Regions from separate parts of the Sus scrofa genome. Here region 1 is linked to region 2. A link is a contact called in public HiChIP or PLAC-seq data. All regions are on one chromosome and are shown on one strand. Each heading gives the region's core, a stretch centred on a gene start, on an enhancer-like site or on the middle of the called end of the contact. The rest is flanking DNA. Distances are from core to core; before and after follow the strand shown.

Region 1 (5,107 bases), core at 2,173-4,672, 270 kb before region 2:
ACCGTGAACTTAACCTTGTGATAGCCCCAATCAGAGCTGCTCTCCTGGACGTAGTATCTTTCCTGGAGCATATCGTCACAACCTCTAGCACTTGTGTATAGTTATTGATTTAGCAAATGTTTTCTTTTCAATGCCCGAGAGAAGAGAGAGTCAAAGGCGGTTCGTTTGCCTTTACATCACGCTATGACAATGAGAGTAACTTCACTCTTTCCCTCAAGGCTTTGTGATTAGTCCAGCTCCCTGTTAAAGATGGTCTTCAGGGAGCTTGATCGCCTTGACATTCCACAGGACATCATATTGGTCCGAGGTATGGATGACATCATGCTCACTGGACACGAACAGGAAACAGTAAGGACCACGATTGCCACGGAGCAGAAGATAAATTGCATTCATGGTCCCGCCACATTGGGAACATTTTTAGGAGTTCAGTGGCTTCGGCCACTGAACACGTTATCTCACTTCACGTATCTCTTAGATAAAAGCAAGTGTTTGGTGGGTCTCTTTGGATTTCGGAGACAGAGTATATACCCTCAGAAGTACTTTGCCAACCCTTTGTTGGGTGACCTGGAAGGCTGCCCATTCTGAGGGGAGCTCAGATCAAGAAAGAGCTGTACAGCAGGTTCAGATCATAAAACAGGCAATGCTGCCACTTTGGATTATATGATCCTGCAGATACAATGTTGCTGGAGGACTCTAGTGGATGAAGTTTCTGTAGGGAGTCTCTGAAAGCTCAAAGAGGAGAGTTGCAATGAGAACCCCTAGGATTCTGGAGTAAGGCCGTACTGACCATGGTCCATTTGAATGAAAAGGTTCTGATGGGTCCCTGGGCCCCAGTAGCGTCTGAGCATATGATCACCAGCTATCAGGTGGCTGGCTATATATCGAAAGTTCAATGTTATCAGATGGGCACAGCAGCAATCCAATGTGATGGAAGTGGTGCATACAGGGCTGGGCTCAAAGTGCCAGAGGCATGAGTAAATCAAATGAACAAGCAGCTCAGACTCCTATGGCAACTAACTCTGTTGATCTGACCCTCCTCCTTTAACCTAGACCTATGGCCTCATGGAGGGTTCCCTAAAACCAACTGATGGAGGAGGAAGGGAGCAGAACCCATTTTACAGGTAGATATGTATAGGCACCAGCTGGAAGTGGACCACTCTATTGCAACCTCTGGCAGGGGTAGCCCGGATGGACAGTGGTCAATCCTCCTTGGGGGCAAAACCCTGAGCAATATACTTTGTCATTCCCTTTGTGTGGAGGAAGAGATAGTCTGAAGCACAGATGTATACTAATTCCTAATAAATGACAAATGGGGAGTTCCCGTCTTGGCTCAGCAGAAATGAATCTGACTAGTATCCATGAAGATGAAGGTTCAATCCCTGGCCTCATACAGTGGGTTAAGGATCTGGTGTTGCCATGAGCTGTGGTATAGTTCGCATACATGACTCTGATCTGGCATTGCTATGGCTGTGGCATAGGCCAAAAGCTACAGCTCTGATTTGACCCCTAGCCTGCGAACTTCCATATGCCGTGGGTGCGGCCCTAAAAAGACAATCAATCAACCAATCAATGGCAAATGGCTGGACTAGTTGGTCAAAGGCATGGAACAGAGAAGTGGAACTTGGGGAGTTCCCGTCGTGGCTCAGAGGTTAACGAATCTGACTGGTATCCATGAGGATGAGAGTTCGATCCCTGGCTCCGAGCAGCGGGTTAAGGATCCAGCATTGCTATCATCTGTGGTGTATGTCACAGATAAGGTTTAGATCTGGCTTTGCTGTGGCTGTGGTGTAGGCTGGCAGCGAAAGGTCTGATTCAACTCCTAGCCTGGAAACATCCGTATGCTATGGGTTTGGCCCTGAAAAGACAAAAAAAAAAAAGAAAAGAAAAGTAAAGTGGAACATTGGAGATAAGCAGATCTGTGTAAGTGGCATATAGATGGATTAACAGGAGTTAGTGAAAAGTATGCAGATCTTTGTGTCTCACATTTTTGCTCACCATTGACCTCCTACTGCAGATGAGGCTCTCCAGCCAGATGGTCAGATATCCCATCCTGTGGATGTCAGCCCGCCTGTAAACTTAGTTACCCTGCTACTTTGCAAAAGACTCATAAAAGGGTGGCCATGGTGGCAAGGATGGAGGCTATGAATGGACCCAACAACTTGGCATCCCTTTCACCAAGGCTGATCTAACAATGGCCAACAAATAGCCCACCAGCCAGCAGCAGGCAGCAGCATAGCAACATTGGTCAGAGAGAGCAGCCAGCACTGTGGTGGCAGGTCAGTTACATCAGTCCCCTTCCACTTTGGAGAAAGCAATGATTCATTTTCCTGGAATTGTTATGTACTCCAAATATGGATTGTACTTCTAGTTCTGCAAGCAATAATATCTGAAAGTTTAAAGAATACTCAATCTGGAGATCCTGTTGTGGCTCAGCGGGTTAAGGACCTGACATTGTGTTCCTGAAGATTCGGGTTCGATCCCTGGCCTGGCTCAGCGGGTTAAGGATCTGGCATTGCTGCAAGCAACAGTCACAGATACTGCTCAGATCCAGTGTTGCTGTGGCTGTGGTGTAGGCTGGCAGCTACAGCTCTGATTCCACCCCTAGCCTGGGAACTTCCATATGCCTTGGGTGTGGCTCTAAAAAGAAAAAAGAGAGAGAGAAAGGAAGAAAGAAAGAAAGAAAGCGCAATCCATTACCCAGGGCTAGAAGACCCATTTTAATGGCAAATTAAATGTGTGGCAATGGCCTCTGAACGTGGGCGTCACCGGTCTTACCATATACCCATCACCCAGAAGCAGCCAGCCTGAGAGAACAATGGAATGGAGTGATTTCATTTCCACAAGCTTTAATCTCCTCTGCAAAATAGGTCTGTACACAAATGACGGTAGTCACAAGACTTGTGGGATTGGATCTCTTTCCAGGCCCTTGTATGCAGCAAGTGCTCAATAAATGCAGGCATGATTATTACTTTGTTTTTTCAGGGACGCACCCATGGAATATGGAAGTTCTCAGGCTAGGAGTTGGATTGGAGCTGCAGCTGTTGGCCTACACCATAGCTCATGGCAACGCTGGCTACTTAACCCACTTAGCGAGGCCAGGGATCAAACCTGCAACCTCATGGTTCCTAGTCGCATTTGTTTCCACTGAGACACAATGGAAACTCTTGTGGGCATTATTATTAATTGACTCGAATTGTGAAAGACCTTGTGCCCCAAGAGGTGCTGGTGGTCTGGCTTCACTAAGCCCTGCAGGGCTGTGGACCCCACCCTAATGTGACCTGCTTTGAATACTCTTAGCTGTTTGGAAAGTCACTGGCTTGAATTATACTGTCTGGCCACTAAGCAGCTCAGCAGAGATATTGTCACTGAGCAGAGCTGTAGGGAGGAGACAAGACACTGTAGAACCCTGGAAATGGAAACTGAAACTGGAAACTTGACAGCAATTGGCCACTTGGGGAGGAGAGTTACAGCAGTGGGAAGGATTATAAAAATCCAGCCTGAGAGCCGTTATCTCACTGCTACTGCCATCTATCAGCAGGCTCCAGGCAAGAAGATTTCTTTTCTGCTCTCTTCAAGGTAAACCCAGAAGCTATAAGGTGTGGGTGTCAGGCTGCCTGCCTGTGAGCCTCAGGCCATGAGGGCCAGGATGCCCATTCCTCAGGGAGGCTACACCATTGAGTCCCCTTTAGTGTCCTGGACTAAGACTGGTCTGAGGGCATGGGTTGGTGGGCTTTTAGGGGTTGGGATGCTAAGCTGCAGGAGCTATGAGACTTCGCTTATAGGTGCCATGTCAACAGTATATGGCCTTAATCCTGTCCCTTTGACTCCTCATCTGTGAAATAAGGATCAAGCTACTTTACCTGCCCAAGGGACTGGATGATCTCTGAAAGCCCTTTATCCTAGGATCTACTGTGACAGTGAGTTTATCTTTGAGGATAGATGACAGGATCTGAAGTAAACCTCCAAAGTGTGGGTCTGGGCATCAGTCAATTATGGCTTTAAATCCTGATTCTGCTACAGCTGGGCAGGCCTGGGAGTGTTACTTTTCTGAGTTTGAGTTTCCTTATGTATAATACGTGGTTGAGAATAACGGCACCCGAGTTCCCGCCGTGGCACAATGGTTAACGAATCCTACTAGGAACCATGAGGTTGCAGGTTTGATCCCTGGCCTTGCTCAGTGGGTTAGGGATCCAGCATTGCCGTGAGCTGTGGTGTAGGTTGCAGACGCGGCTCCGATCCCAAGTTGCTGTGGCTCTGGCGTAGGCTGGCGGCTACAGCTCTGATTCGACCCCTAGCCTGGAACCTCCATATACCGTGGGAGCGGCCCAAGAAAATGGCAAAAGACAAAAAAAAAAAAAAAAAAGAATAACGGCACCTACTTCATGGGGTTGTTATGGGTATACATAACTTTGTGCCAGAAAGTGCTAAGTAAGTACTCAACATAGGGGAAATTGTTGGGGGTTTTGTTGTTGTTTGTTTTTAATTCAAGGAAAAAGCATTAAGCAGACAAAGATCACATTAGAGTTGGGGGGGATATGTGTTCTCCTATTTTGTAGTGTCATGGAAATAGCATAGGTTTTGGATTCTGACAGACCTGAGATGTGTCTAGGCTGCACAATTTGCTCTGTGACCTTGGGCTAGCTCCTTTACCCTCCTTTCTTTCTGAAAAACGAATATGAGATCAGTGTTTGGTGCCTGTAAATATTCAATGCATTGTAAGAATAAGTCTATCAGGAGTTCCCTGGTGATTCAGTGGGTTAAGGATCTGGCATTGCCACTGCTGTGGTTTGAGTCACTTCTGTGGTGCAGGTTGGACCCCTGGCCCAGGAACTTCCAAACTTCCACAGGCCGAGAATGCGGGGCGGGGGGCGGGGGGGGGGAGAAGTGTAGCAACAACCATTGTGTAGAAAATTCTGTGTGACAGGCACTGTTCTAAATGCTAGGGATACAGTGGTGAACAGTTTCAAAACTCACAGCCACCCAGCCAGAAATAGGTTCTATTAATACTCCCACCTTAGGGATAGGGAAACTGAGGCTCCAGGAAGTCCCAGGTATCCTGCTCAAGGCCAGACAAAGCCAATAACAGAAGCCACACTAATAACACTAG
Region 2 (5,154 bases), core at 307-2,806:
CCTTTTACCACCTATGATACGGACCATGATGCCAGTGGGGGCAACTCTGCGGTGACTGTCCTCAGTGCCAGGTGGACACCAGCTACAGATCCTGCTACCAGTCCAATCTCAACAGGTGCTACTCAGTGTCCGAAGCCACCACCCATAACTATGGCTTCAACTCGGCTTCAGCATGGCCACCCACACGATGCTTCGCTAGGGCACCCGAGCAACCAGCACCCTTATCTCTCCTGTACAGCTTCCAGACCCTCGGCTACTTCTCCCCATCGCTAACCACCTCTGCTCTTCTGTCCATGTTTAAAAAATAAATCATTTTAACCCTTTCTTGGCTTGCAGGCCTCTTCCAATTACTGAGAAGAACTTGACAGGGCAGGGGAGGGACACAGGTGTGAGTTCCATTCAAGGAAAGATCTTCTAGTCAGATAGATGGCCTCAAACGGTAATGAGGCTTCTGTCTCTAGAGGTATGCAAGCCGAGGCCAGAGAAACATTTAGTGGCGCACTTGGAAGGATTCAAGCATTCACTGACACTTCTCTTTGGCCCTACAAGTAGACAGTTTTGTGGTGGGAATCAGACAGCTATCTCACCCTCTCTGTTGTCCCCTGCCTGTCCCTTCTAAGTTGTCTGTTTCCACGCTCTGTTGTAAGTCGAGTTCTCATCTTCCACAACTTCTTGCCTGTCTCATTAGGGGCTAGTTTGAACTCAGGCAGGTACATTTTTCTTCCATGGGGCAACATGGCAGTGAAATAGCAGTTACTGAACTAACATTTATTGAGCAGTTAGTTAATTCGCTAGAGTCACATTCTAGAAAGTGGCAGAGCAATAAGTAGTTAAGAGTCTGATCTCTGCAGGCTGATAGGTATTTCTGGGCTCTGTCATGTCATCCTGCTCTGTCATGTAGCTGAGTGATCTTGGACAAGTTACTCAACCTCTCTAAGTCCCCAGTTCCTGATTTCAGAGTCCACAGAGGTTTACACCAGGCTGCTGGCACACTAATTCACACTAGAAGGTTAGGGATTCTTGGAGATTGGAGCTGGGAAGCTATTGCAGCCCAAGGGCTGGAATATCTGGGGTTCTCCTTCAGGGAGGTAGAGAAACATCTGCATAAGGACTCTTAGGTCCCATGGTCACGTGTGGGGTGGAGGTCAAAGGTCAGCAGAGCTCCATAACAGATTGAATTCTTGGGAAAGCAGCCCCCTGGCAAAAGGGCAAAGGACAGGGCTCACATACCATGCTCCTGGCAGCCCAAGGAGCTGGCTTCCCCCAGCCCAGACCCTCCCAGCCTGCACAGCAGGACCTGGAGGACCGACACTCTTCAGGCATTCTCTGCTGTGGTCTACACATCCAGATGTCTCTGGAGATGGATTCTGTCAACAGACCCTTGCAGAGCAGGGCCTGCAATTCTCACTTCTGTCTCAGCGCTGGCCTGGGCACACATCTTATGAGCGCCTGCTGCGAGCAGTCCGCAGTGGTTGGCGTGCACAGGGGCACAGGCTGTTCCGGAAGCGGCCTGTCTCAGAGGTTCTGGCGGGAGAGGAGGGAGAGAAGAGTCCCGGGCCGCTAGGGAGCGGTGCTGCCCCAAGGCCGAGGGTGGAGCTTTCCTGGTAGGCCGGGAAAGGGCTGGGCCCGGCCTACAGGAGAGCGACGGTCGGAGCTCTCCTGTGGAATCCGCGTGGTGGGCACTGCCAGACCCATTCCGGGATCTCCCACGTGACTCAGAAGCGGATCACCAGATGCCCAAGATTCCCGGGACCCAATCCCCGACTCCAGATCCTCAGGATCTTGCAAGTCGGAGCCCGGATTTCGCCCTGGACACCAGATTCCCAAATAGGGGACCTTTAGCAGGACTCCGGATATCCAGATCTTCAGATCCCGAAGGAGATTCCCGATCCCAACCAGATTCCCGATCCCTGGCTCCTGTCTCGCCCCGGGTGCCCAAAACCGGGCGCCCGACGACCGAGCGCCCCCGCATGGCGGGGCCGTGCTCGCGGTCCGGAACCCTGGAGTGCGCCGGCAGCTGCTGGCAGGACCCGCTGGCCGAGGCGCTGAGCCGGGGCCGGCCGCTCGCGGCGTCTCACGGCCGGGGCTGCACGCGAAGCCGGCCCCTCAGCGTGGTGTACGTGCTGACCCGGGAGCAGCAGACCCGGGTGGAGCCCGAGGCGGGAGACGAGGCTGAGCCGCTACCCCTGCGCTGCCTGCGGGAGGCCTGCGCGCAGCTCCCTGGACCGCGGCCGCGGCCTCAGTTGCGCAGCCTGCCTTTTGGGACCCTGGCTCTGGGAGACACTACAGCACTGGATTCTTTTTACAATGCTGGTGAGCGCGCTTGGGGGCGGGGCCTGGGAGCTGGGAGGAGCCGAAGGGGGCGTGGCTCGGAGACTCCCGGGAGACCCCAAGGTCGGTGAGGGGGTGCTCGAGACCTAAAGTGAGCTAAAACTGAGGGGCTTGAGGCGGGGCCGTGATAAAAATGGGAATTTAGGGGATCTGGAGCGCAGCAGGGCTCAGGTTGGGATTTAGCCGATCCAGGCCTGGTTCGGGCTTCAGGGTTGGAGATTAAGCGCTCGGGAGTCGGCATCATGCCTGGGGAGCGGGGCTAGAATTGAGGAGAGGCTGGGAGCGGGGCAGGGTGTGGTATCTCAGGAGTGAGGTTGGAGAACTCAGCCTCAGGATGATCTCGCACGGAGCTCATGAGGGAGGCTCTCATGAGGGAGGCTCCCAGGAGGTGTAACTTGGACTAGGAAAGGGGTTGTACACGTGCGGTTGAAGTTCAGGGTCTTAGCACACCGCTTCCGAAGATCCGGCTGAAGAGGCAGAAAGAGAAGCGAAGGAACCCAACTACACTGGATTCTCCACGAGGGAGCTTAGGTTATGAGGTCCAAGCAGTTATGAGAGAATGGAGCTGGGGCGGGGCTGGAGGCGGAGCAGGGTTGTCCGGGGGCGGAGTCAGAAGGCGGCTATTCCCGCGCGGGTCACCCCGCCCTCCCCAGCCCCGAAGCCCCACCCCCGAAACTTATTTGTTCATCCAAGAGTCCAGGAACCTTACTTGCAGGATGTCCGTTAAATCTCAGCTTAAAAATGAAGGCTAGCTCGACCTCGGGACACAAAGACACACACACAGGGTCATAGGCTCACAGATCGTATATATGTTGATTTACATAGGCTGTGGCACACAGAGATAATAGAAACAGCAAGCTACACACACGCACACACAGAGAAACACAGTGCTGTACACACACACACCACGTGTTTATACACATGCATATACACACAGCACACTGCTGGTGGTAGCCACTTTCAAGAGATTGAGTGGATGACCCAGGGAAGGGGACTTCTCTCTTGGCACAACTCCTGCCTCTCCAGTGGCCTGGGACAGTCTCCAGGCTGCTGCACAGCCTCCCCTCCTCTGTGCCCAGTGCCCATAGGCTCTGAGGTGGGATGTGAATTGCAGCACGGTGAGCTCCACGGCTCTCCTTCCCTACTAGAGATATCATTTCTGTCTGAACCTGAGGAACCCTGAGGCCCAGAGCAAAACTGGACTCTGCTGGAGTCACATGGGCGGGCAGGACAAGCCAGGATGGATGCCCAGGCTCCTTCCCCACAAGCTGGGCTGCGGGCTTCAGGGCTCAGGGCGCCCACCGTTGTGCCTGCAGATGTGGTGGTGCTGGAGGTGAGCAGCTCCCTGGGGCAGCCGTCCCTGTTCTACCACCTGGGTGTGCGGGAGAGCTTCAGCATGACCAACAACGTGCTCCTCTGCTCTCAGGCTGACCTCCCTGACCTGCAGGCCCTCAGGGTAGGTGGCCAGGGGGCCAGTGGGGGCAGGCGCCAGGCTGGGGTGGCCCTACCAAAACACCAGTATCTGAATGTCTGTCCCCTGCAGGAGGACATTTTCCAGAAGAACTCGGTGAGCAGAACCCACCTCTCAATCCAAAGTGCCCTTTGACCTCCATGGTGACCTCTGACAGCCACTATCTTTCCTGGCCTCTTCATTCACCTCTGACCTCCATAATGTCCCCTGATATCCATGTGATCCTTCGTTCCCTATTGTCTCCCTTCATAAAGTGTGTCCCTTCCCTGCTGTTCCAGTCCCCACTGGTGCTGGCCTTTGACCCCCTCACTGCCCCTCTCTAATCTGGTACTGACCTCTGACCTCCACTGACTCCTGCCTCCCTTCCACCAGGATTGCATTGGCAGCTACACCCTGATACCCTATGTGGTGACAGCCACCGGTCGGGTGCTGTGTGGTGATGTAGGCCTCTTGAGGGGCCTGGCTGACGGGCTAGTCCAGGCCGGGGTGGGCACTGAGGCCCTGCTCACACCCCTGGTGGGCCGGCTTGCCCGCCTGCTGGAGGCCACGCCCACGGACTCTTGGTAATGGGGGCCCACAGCAGGTGCACCAGGAGGAGGCTGGTGAGGGTACAGTGGGCTGGGGCTGAGGGACAGGCCCTGCCATTCTCTCTCCCTCCCTCCCCTGCCCTGGACATTAGTGGTTATTTCCGGGAGACCATCCGGCAGGACATCCGGCAGGCACGGGAGCGGTTCAGTGGGCAGCAGCTGCGGCAGGAGCTGGCTCGCCTGCAGCGGAGACTGGACAGCGTGGAGCTGCTGAGCCCCGACATCATCATGAACCTGCTGCTCTCCTACCGTGACGTGCAGGTGTGCGGTGCTCAGAGAGACAGGCGGCCAGCCAACGGCCTTCCGTGTGGGACAAACCCGAGTCCACCTCCTGGACTCAGTCATTTGCCGGGGGCTCCGAGCAAATTATCGGATGTCTCGGAGCCTCGATTCCTTGTTTGTAACAGGGGATGATCGTGTCACTGTTTCTCAGGGCAGCCAGGAGGCTGGGGCACGTAGCGGGTTCTCTGTGGAAGGTGTGGTGTCTACACCGCCTGCTGGGCCCGAGGGAGGTGTGCACAGGATGAGGGGTGGGAAGATGCGGTGTCAGGGGTGGGAGAGGACCGCAGCTTGAAGTTTTCCTCAGGGTCTTGTGGGCCGATGGGACCCGCCAGAGGCCATCAGGCCAGCGCATGCTGTTCCCTCATGCAGGACTACTCGGCCATCATTGAGCTGGTGGAAACACTGCAGGCCTTGCCCACCTGTGATGTAGCCGAGCAGCACAATGTCTGCTTCCACTACACATTTGCCCTCAATCGGTAGGTC

Evidence for each region. HiChIP or PLAC-seq counts read pairs in DNA pulled down with a chosen protein or histone mark.
Region 1: a contact with region 2 is called in an H3K27ac HiChIP or PLAC-seq map of alveolar macrophages. The contact joins the promoter of IFI6 here to the promoter of MAP3K6 in region 2. A contact is called at or near these places in 2 of 5 promoter capture datasets (fetal skeletal muscle and liver), 1 of 47 Hi-C or Micro-C datasets (embryonic fibroblasts) and 1 of 2 datasets of contacts at active chromatin or transcription factors (alveolar macrophages).

Annotation. Positions count from the first base shown.
Region 1 is chr6:84,856,387-84,861,493 of Sscrofa11.1, reverse strand. It overlaps IFI6 (interferon alpha-inducible protein 6), which reads left to right and starts at 3,422. Exons shown (of 5, transcript XM_021095660.1): 1 at 3,422-3,576.
Region 2 is chr6:84,581,830-84,586,983 of Sscrofa11.1, reverse strand. MAP3K6 (mitogen-activated protein kinase kinase kinase 6) reads left to right here and starts at 1,556. Exons shown (of 29, transcript XM_013988796.2): 1 at 1,556-2,313; 2 at 3,648-3,787; 3 at 3,875-3,898; 4 at 4,175-4,365; 5 at 4,482-4,650; 6 at 5,041-5,147. The coding sequence starts at 1,734.